2 separate regions of the Zea mays genome follow, and region 1 is linked to region 2. A link is a contact called in public Hi-C data. All regions are on one chromosome and are shown on one strand. The core of a region is the stretch at or near the end of the contact, and the rest is flanking DNA. Distances in the headings are between cores, read along the strand shown.

Region 1 (4,630 bases), core at 558-3,057, 160 kb before region 2:
CACTACGATATTACTTTACCACAGTAAAACCACAGTGTTGTTTAAAACCGAGATCTGTTTGGTTCCATTGGAAAAACAAAGTATATGTAGAGAGAAAAGAAGAAAACTGAGGTCTTGAGTGTAGTTTCGAAAACTCTAAAAATATCACGGTTTTAGGTTAAACCATGGTATTTAAGAACTGTGTTTTGTCTGTACAAACCAAACACATTTTGAGTTCCAAAGTTATAGTATCATCAAATATCATAGTATTTTTTTCAAAACTACAAAAAATACTACACTTTCAAATAGGGCCTAAATGGTTTCCATATGACCAAATACCTGGTGTTGTTTTAAAGTCGTAAAAATACTAAGCTTCTAAACCGGACCTAAATGGCCTAAGCGGTTAAGCATAAGCAGTATAGGAGGGCTTGTTACTTGTGCAACATATTACATTTAGGCTGCAGCATGTTTATTCTTCGATCAGATTGTTTTGTTTGGACAGCGGCAGCGACAATCTCGGACGAGTGCTACACACACACCCAATGAATGGATCAAGATGCGATGAAGTCGTCCATGAACTAGCTTGGCAAGCTTTTCGCACCAAATATATTTTGGGTGGATACTACACTCTAGTTTTTTTGCGACTCAGGCCCTCTTTGGAACAAATAAAAAAAATCTAAATCCTACATTTTTCTATGTTTTTAAACTAATTTCTAAAAATTCTTATATCATTTCTATAAAATTCAGGTATTTCAAAGGAGCCCTCAATAAAGGACTAGTGCTTTGGAATGCCATCGGCTGTCTGTCGTGCAGAGAACCCATGCATCGCGGGAATTACGACTATTGACTTCCTGTCGAGTGAAATATCATATGACGCTGCTGCTCTAGTGCCGTGTATGTAGCAGGTTTCACAGCTTGACCAGAACCTCCTTTCCCCCCCCCCCCCCCCCCCCCCCCCAACGATATTATTGCTAGCTAGGACTAGGACGGAGGATCCAAAAGCGTAGTAGTAAAACCGAAGAAGAAGAAAAAACATGTCTTTTTACAAGTATCGAAAGAAAGAAAAAACTTTGTGAAAAACATGTTTTTGCAGCCGGCAGGTGTGAAGGACTACACTACACTACTACTCTGCTCCTACTCTACTACTAGCGCCATTCAGCTGTCCATTGAAATCCTTGGACCTCTCCTCTCTCTGCGCTCGCTTTCGGCAGGGGTGGGGGAGAGAATCTGCACAGGACACGCCCCCGTGGCCCGCTTCGTTTGGCTGGCACTGGCAGCAAGGATCGTTCCTTCCATGCAATGCGATGCGATGCGATGCAAAGCCGCCTCGCCCTCGCTTGCGTCTCCGGTTTCCCCTGCCTCGCTTCCTCCCTCAGACCCACCACACTGCTTCAGTGCTTCAGCTCATCGTGTGCCGAGAATCGCAAAGTTGTTTTTCCTTTCTCATGGAGCGGCGGCCGGGCGCTTGCTCCGTCGAAGGACCACAGCAATCCGTGCCCACTGCCCCCCTCCCCTGATCGTGCAAGGCTCATGTCGTTTTCGCAATGCCAGCTCTCGTGTCTGCGGCACCACCAGTCCACCACCTCAGCTTTCGCTCCGGCCGGCTTCTCTCTCACTCTCTCTCTCTCAACTTCAGCTTTTGAGCTCGCTGCTGGCTGCTGCCGAAGCAATGGCCGGCGGGGGGGGCCTTTATGGCCTCAGCGCATTCAATGACCTGATCCACGGTTGTACACTGCTGTACATCACCTCCTGCCCGGCTGCCCCCCCCTCTATCTCTCTCCCTCGCTTTCTTCTCTGAACCGACACTCTCTCTCTCGTGGTCGCGGAGTACGTACGTACAGTACGTGCTCTACTCGTATTGATTCTGAACAACCACAGGCACAAGGAACCCCTGCCCATGTGAACAGTGACCATGTTGGTGGCGCTGCTGTCCGTCCATCCTCTGTGATCGATATAAACCGGGCACCCTACCTACTGTTGCCGACCTCATTTCAGACAGTGGCTAGCTAGCTAGGCGACGTTCAGTGAAGCTCCGAGCCGAGCTCTCATGGAACTCCAGCTCTACCACTCCACCACAACCCTCCTCCTGCCGCTGCTGCTGCTTCTTCTTCTCCTGCTACCCTCTTCTTCTTCCTCCTCCTCTCACGGCCTGCGCTCTGCCGACGGTAAAAAAAAACATCTTTCGTTCGCCTGCCTAAAAACCTCTAGTAGTCCCACTCCTATCCCCTCACCTCTATGCCTTCGATTCGTAGACGTTGTTTACGCAAGTGCGCCGCTTTCTTCTTGATTATTGCAGGTAGTAGAGCGCCGCATTACCGGCTCAAGGATCCGCGTCCACCAAAGGTCAGTGCCGTCATCTCGAGTCCATCTCCATCTCTCTCTCTCTCTGTCTCTGTCTCTGTCTCTGTCTCTGTCTCTGTCTCTGTCTCTCAACCCCGCCAACCAATTGCAATTGCTTGTGCTGTTGGGCAAATGCCGGGTGCAGCAGATCGGCGACGGCGAGGGGGCGGCGACGGCGGAGTCGCTGATCGGGTCGAGGCCGCCGCGGTGCGACGGCAAGTGCGCGCCGTGCGGGCGGTGCGAGGCGGTGCAGGTGCCGGTGGCGCCGCGGGCCGACAGCCGCGGGGGCGAGCCCCGGCGCCGCGGAGGGCTGTTCGGCAGCGCCGAGGAGAGCTACACCGACTACAAGCCTCTCAACTGGAGGTGCCGCTGCGCGGACCGGCGAGCACTGGACCCGTGATCGATCCGGATGCTGCGATTGCGATCCCCTCGTCAGGTCTCCAGCTGCTGCTGCTGATGAGCCCATTGGTGTACTGTACTTACGTGTTTTTTCTTTTCTTTGGAGGAACTGTTGCTGGTGAATGGTCGATCGATCCATGGCCAGGAGGATTGTTTGGCAAACGTTCTCGTCTCTATTCTGTAGCTAGGCTTTTGGATTTTTGGTAGTGGTAGGCAGCTAGGCATAGGCTTCGGCAATTTGTCTGGTGATCGATAATCACTTGAAAAACCTGCTGCTTAGACTGCTTGCTTTGACATTAATCTGGGTGTGGCTATAGGTTCTACAGTATTTCAGGTCAACCGAATATGTTACTCTCTGTCTCACTCACTATTTTAAAATACACTTTATAAATAATATACGGTGCAAAACAGTAATTTGTATTGCCGTTTACACGACATGGTGGTGGAGAGAGTTCGAGTTCTTATTATTGAACGGATATTTTGCTGGCCATGCAGAAATGTCCAAGGTTAGTTGACTACTGATGTGCATGACGAGTTGAACTCGTGTACTAGCAACAGGCTGCCAATTCGCAGTAGTAACCCCCCGTGAGCCAGGAGTTTTTTTACATCACCTGCCGTATCCTTGCTGCCACAGCAAGGGTGGGGAGAATTGTTGGAAGGAGAAAAGAAAAGGGTCTGAAACAGTAGGACAAACAAAACACCTTTTGGAGCTTGGAGGTACGTGCATCATTGCTCGCCCTGTCCTTTTTTTTTCTCTTGATGAAGAACCTGTACTACCGTAGAAAGCATTTGAATATTTGATACACGGACCAGTGGCAGCAGATATCGTGGCCAGACAGAAACATATAGTGCAGCGATCTCGTTGTTGCATGCATAAACACTGTACAAATGCTTCTGCGCCGCACGTTTTCAGGTTGTTGTAGACTTGTAGTAGTACTAGGCATGCTTATACAGCAGTACAGGCTTAGGCCTGACAAGTGTTTGCTTCTATTCTCGCCAGCCTCGTTGAAAATAAGAAAAATGCAGTGTATGCCAATGCAAGCACCGGCATTGCACGAAACAAGCTAGGCGCAATTAAGAAACCAAGCGTTCCATATAATTTGATAGTAGTCTCAGCTCTGAATCTGAATTAGGCAGGCAGCCATGCAGTAATGCTCAAGATGGTGATCATAATTTGACACGAATCTTTCTTTGCCTTGCCCTTGCCCTTGCCCACCTGGGCAAAAAGAAAGCGACACTGCTGAGCCACCATGAATTCACTCTCGAGTCATCAAGTCAGCTCTCGGCTCCTACTCCCTCTAGACCTAGCAAGAGGACATGTCACTTCCGCCTCCTACTACTCAACAACAACACGCAGCAGCGAGCAGTCGGCGTGGACTGGAGTTGAAGCGCCTGTCTCCTTTGTTTGTTTGTTTGTTCTCCTCCGTTTCACTTAGAACTAGCCGAGCCAGTGCCAGGCTGCACCAATCCACACGAGACGACAATCATGAGGCAGGCACGCACAAGGCCTCAGCCGAACGGATGCAGTAGCCACCCCCACATCCACCTCCGTCCAAGTTTATTTAGCGTTTAAAGTTCAAATAAATAAATAAATAATAATGTTTATGGCACTCGATAAAATATTCTAAAAATATATCTCATAACAAATTTAATAATATCCTTTCAAAATCAAAGATACTTCAAATTCATTATGTTAGAATTTTTTTTCTGGACTAAAGTATGCAATACAACAACAGGCTAAATGACACTATTTTTACGAGGTGATAGATCTGTCTGTTAGTACTTTTTGTTGGATCTTTTATGTGCCTTGCCCATTTATTGGATAAACTTTATGGTGTGTAGTGGTGGAGAATACAAATAGTACCATATTAGAAGTCCAAGGGTCTTTTGTCTTGACTTATATGGTGGGAAT
Region 2 (4,636 bases), core at 1,091-3,590:
GCTTTATATGTACAACAAAGTTGGGCCTAAGCTTAAGAATTTCCAGTCTCCATGGCCTACATAACAAAAATGATATGTCCTTAGTGCATATATGCTTCAACCATTTAGAGATCTAGAGAGGTAAGTTCGAATGGTAAGAATTACTCATTTACAAGGTACATTATTTCTTGTATCTTTTTCACTGGATTCCTCATGTTGTAGTCAAAATATGTACAATGCTTTGCTCTACTGAGATCAGTAAAAGTATTCCATGAATGTTGTAGAAATGTTATAATCATAGAGAGCAATATAGAGTTATAGACTACACATTTAAGGTATAGCGCTACGAAAAGCTAGTGGACAATCTTAAATTATAAGGAATAAGTGTGTATTGCATATAATGTTGCTTCTGCAAAAAAACAAAATTTGAACATTTTTTAAGACTTTTGTATGGTAGTCCTTTATTGTTTTCTCGTTAATAACCACTGGATCAATGAAGCTAATATTGTAAATCTCTTCTTTACAACATCTTTGAATCTCCATCCTTCAAAAAACTAAGTAGATGTAAGGAAAAGCCAGTACCATTGACTATATATCTTTGAAATATATAGTAAACACTTACAAAACCCAACAACTGATGAGAGAGATGTCTAGCACATTCTGTTGGACTTTTTGGACTTCTAGTTTATTTCACGAGTACAAAAAAAATTGACTCTTGTGAATGGTATGCTAAAGTTACTATTGAAAGAGTTAGAACCACGAGAAGTTGTGCTAAACAGGTCAATATTCCCAGTGGGGATTTCATTTGAGTTTTATCTTTATTAAATATATCGCCACATAAGAAAGATTGATGACATGGCAATAATTTAATAAGAAAAGAGATAGAGTTTTGTGGGAGGTGAGAGAGTTTTATCTAGATGAAAATACATGATTTTATATATCACTCTCACTACACCTATAATAACTTAATTAATGCGGAAGTTTCTTCGTGCGTCCTCCCTGCTCTTCTCCCCGTCCAGGGCACGTGTAAAACCTCTATTTGTCATACAAATGATCGATACTTTAAATATATAATAATAATTCAAAAGATAAAATATAATAATGTTTGGATAAATATCTCATTTATATAAAGTATGTCTATATGATAGATAGAAACATAGCAATATACGGACAACTAAGTAGTAAATCTAATTTGGTGATGAGAAAGTAAAAAAAAAGGTTGCTTTCCTTTTTTTTTTAAACATCTGTCACATGGCTGGTGGCTGATGAGGTGAAATGAGAACGGCCGGGCCGACCACCTTGTTGGTCAAACTTGTGTTGTTCTACGGCAGGGATAGTACTACTAGGATAGGATGGATGCACACGCGAAAGCCGCGTCACGGAGTCGATCGTGGTGGTGGTCGTGGCACGCGCGGATGACCAAAATTAATTAGTGAGATTAAGATGACGGAACGGAGAAGGTGACATGACATTCCAGATAAAGATGACACGACCAACTCAATCAAAGCAAACTGAGCTCAAAACACGGTCAACTTCCAGTTCCAGTTATTATAGCAAGACGCAGTAATGGTTTCAGGCCCGCGGAGTTCCCGTTTCCTTGTTGGGCCCCATTTGATTTACTGGCTGGCTGCCTGGCCCATGAGCTTAGGAAATTTGCCCAGCACTTGTCTGTACTGTATCCTGCTCAGGGGTCTGTTTTGCACAGCTTCCCAGCCTTGGCAGGAGATGTGTCATGGATCTAGAGCAATATGTCTTTTAATGTAACACACTGCCACATCATCATCAAGAGTGTCATGGAACCAAGAAGGAAACAATGTCTTTTAATGTAAAAGGTTTCCTTGTACCTTGTAATTCCATATAATGATTCTTTCTACATGTGATTTTTCGTGCGTCGGCATGAATCCTGTTTTGCTACTGAACAGAACTGCCCCGGTGCCTTGGTGTTCTTGGAGACTCGCTATGCAGCAGTCGTTGCTTCCCGGGTGATCCAGTCATCAAACTGTCAGGTACCCAGCCCATATGGTATTTGCCGGCCCAGTTAGCTGACAATATATAAGGAGCAGCAACAATTAAAGATGGGTATGCAAAAACAATAGAACCGTTCTTCTTCTTCGTCAAGCATCGTTGTTCTCTACTAATGTCTTCGCCTTAGTTCTATACTGCTGTCTTTCTCATCCATTTCTGCTTCCTCTGCTGTAACTGCTACTAGTTCTTAGTTGAATCAATACATATCGTCAGTAGGTCGCTGACAATCGGTATCAAAGACTGTTGATCTCTGGGAAAACTCGCTACGCTACCCACCTTCCGTTGAGCCATGCAACCATGACGGGTGCTGCCAATTCCAGTCTGGCGGGGGCAATGGAAGCGCAATCACAGGCGTTGGCGACTCAAACTCGCTTGCTTCAACAGATCTGCGATCTCCTTGATGCTCAGGATCGCCATTGGGCAGTGCTCGAACAGACAGTGTCCAATGACGTCACCCCCATCGACCCCGACGAGGTGCTCGACAACCACCGCGTCGGCGAGCTCATCGCCACCTTCACGTCTGCGGCCGATGCTGCCTTCTCCAGCACCGCCGACGTCGAGTGTGGTGCGGTCCGTAGCTACGCGGCTACCAACACCGAGATCGACGCCGTGGAGGCTGCTGCGGCAATTCGCGTCAGCGCGCTGGAGTCGTGGCGTCCGCGAGTCGAGTCCCACGCATCGGTCAACCTCTTCGACAGCGGCGACGACTCCAACGAGCTGCGCTACGAGGAGCCCGTCACCGCCGACAACTGGGGCGGACTCTTCGATGGCGATGGCGCTGCCAACGCGGAGATCGCCGACGACTGGGACAAACCCTCCACCGCTTCCACCGACGAGCCCAGCCTCGTCCACGTGCTCCGCCACGGCCCTCCGCTGCTCGTCGAGAGCCGCCTCCATGCACTCCGCGTGGCGCAGGAGCTGGGCGCCCGTCCACGTGCTGGTGGGCGAGCTCGTGTGCTTACCGGAGAAGATGATGGCGACCACCAGCCCCGTGACCTCGGGCTCGGTCGTGCCACGCTCGTCCCTGTACCTGGCCTCCATCAGGATCTGCAGCACGTCGTCGTCCCCGGCTCGGATGGAGGAGCGCCTACGCGACTGGACGACCTCGGCGAAGATACTCTCTTCGATGGCACTGACATCACCAAGCTGCCTACCACCTGTTCGACTTCGGGGCTCACAGCCGAACTCGCCATGGCACACTACGGCTCGCATCTACCTAGTGATAAGGGAGGTTCTGTTGCGTTGTGGCAGTCGGCGCGATCGCTGGCGCTCGCGTGCCAGCAGGCGTCCTCTACGCGCGGCACGCCGGCCATGGCCAGCATGGGGAAGATGAGCGTCGGGGACCTCACGGAGGCTGACCTCAAGGGGAAGCGCGTCTTCATGTGCGCCGAGATCCACGAGCCACCCGACGAGAACCAGAACAGCACCAACGACATCCTCTCCACCTCGTGCGACACTGCCGTGCACGTCGTGAAGCGGTGCCAACGCCTGTTTCCGCTCGCGGACTCGACCGGCGCGTTCGACGCGGCCGTGGCGGCGCGAGTAACCCAGATGGTCGTGCCGTCGCCAGCCAGGAACGCAACGCCCACAAGCTCCTCACCGGAGAGCACGACGTGCTGGTTCTCGTGCGACAACAAGAGCAGCAAGCAGCTGCAGCTGCAGCGTGGCGGGCCATCGTTGGCCGAGCGACAGCAGCCAAGGGCGATGCTAGCATGCCGAGCGATCACGGAAAGGGTGAAGCGGCCCAAAGAAGAGGAGCAGGCGACATCAGTGCCAGAGGTGGCAGTCGTCGCCGACGTCAAGGGCAAGGAGTACAACTCGGTGGAGAGGTTGACCAGGGTGAACTGCCGTTCTGATTTCATCATCTGGAGGAGTCTGTTCGACGCGTGCTGCAGGCTGTGCAAGTTGTTTAACTGCCAGGAGCTCAAGCTCACAGATAGCCGGTCTGCATTGACCTTGATTGATGCTCAAGTGGTGTTTGAGAAAATGCAGCAAAGTGCTACCTCGGTTAGTGTCCCGCAGGATGCCTTCAACATGTTCTGCAGCAAGACTAGTTCTAGCAAGCAGGTGGCCAGAGCCATCTTCATCAATCCTGAGCATGATCTGTACCCCGAGATCTTCCACCTAGAGCAGCTCATCTCAGGGAAGGAGGACACAACTAACAACTTCTCTCGTGGCTACTACACTATTGGAAAGGGAATGGTGCTGGTAGCTAACAACTTGGGTGACGACCTTCTTGCTCGCCGCAGTGAGATCAAGCAACCATGGCCTCCACCTCAGGAGTTGGCGTGCTTGGGTTTGAACATCATGGTTGTCTTGGTGTTCCTTGCTACCAGTGACCTACATGCAGTGACCTACATATATGCTCAGTCTTTATTTGGGATCCTGGTGGTGTTGCGAACAGCAGCTTGGGGGCAAGCCGCACCTCAAGGAGAGGGAAATGTCAGGTACCCAGCCCATATGGTATTTGCCGGCCCAGTTAGCTGACAATATATAAGGAGCAGCAACAATTAAAGATGGATATGCAAAAACAATAGAACCGTTCTTCTTCTTCGTCAAGCATCGTTGTTCTCTACTAATGTCTTCGTCTTAGTTCTATACTGTTGTCTTCCTCATCCATTTCTGCTTCCTC

What was found. Hi-C and Micro-C count contacts between places; a contact is called where the count stands out from the background.
Region 1: a contact with region 2 is called in a Hi-C map of bundle sheath, with 2.2 times the contacts expected there. The contact joins the promoter of LOC100276967 here to the promoter of LOC100280049 in region 2. A contact is called at or near these places in 2 of 25 Hi-C or Micro-C datasets (bundle sheath and leaf).

The regions. Positions count from the first base shown.
Region 1 is chr1:277,812,077-277,816,706 of Zm-B73-REFERENCE-NAM-5.0, reverse strand. LOC100276967 reads left to right here and starts at 1,807. Exons shown (of 3, transcript NM_001150652.2): 1 at 1,807-2,144; 2 at 2,276-2,322; 3 at 2,468-3,012. The coding sequence starts at 2,027. The coding sequence ends at 2,719.
Region 2 is chr1:277,652,134-277,656,769 of Zm-B73-REFERENCE-NAM-5.0, reverse strand. LOC100280049 reads left to right here and starts at 2,340. Exons shown (of 1, transcript NM_001152990.1): 1 at 2,340-4,636. The coding sequence starts at 3,196. The coding sequence ends at 4,491.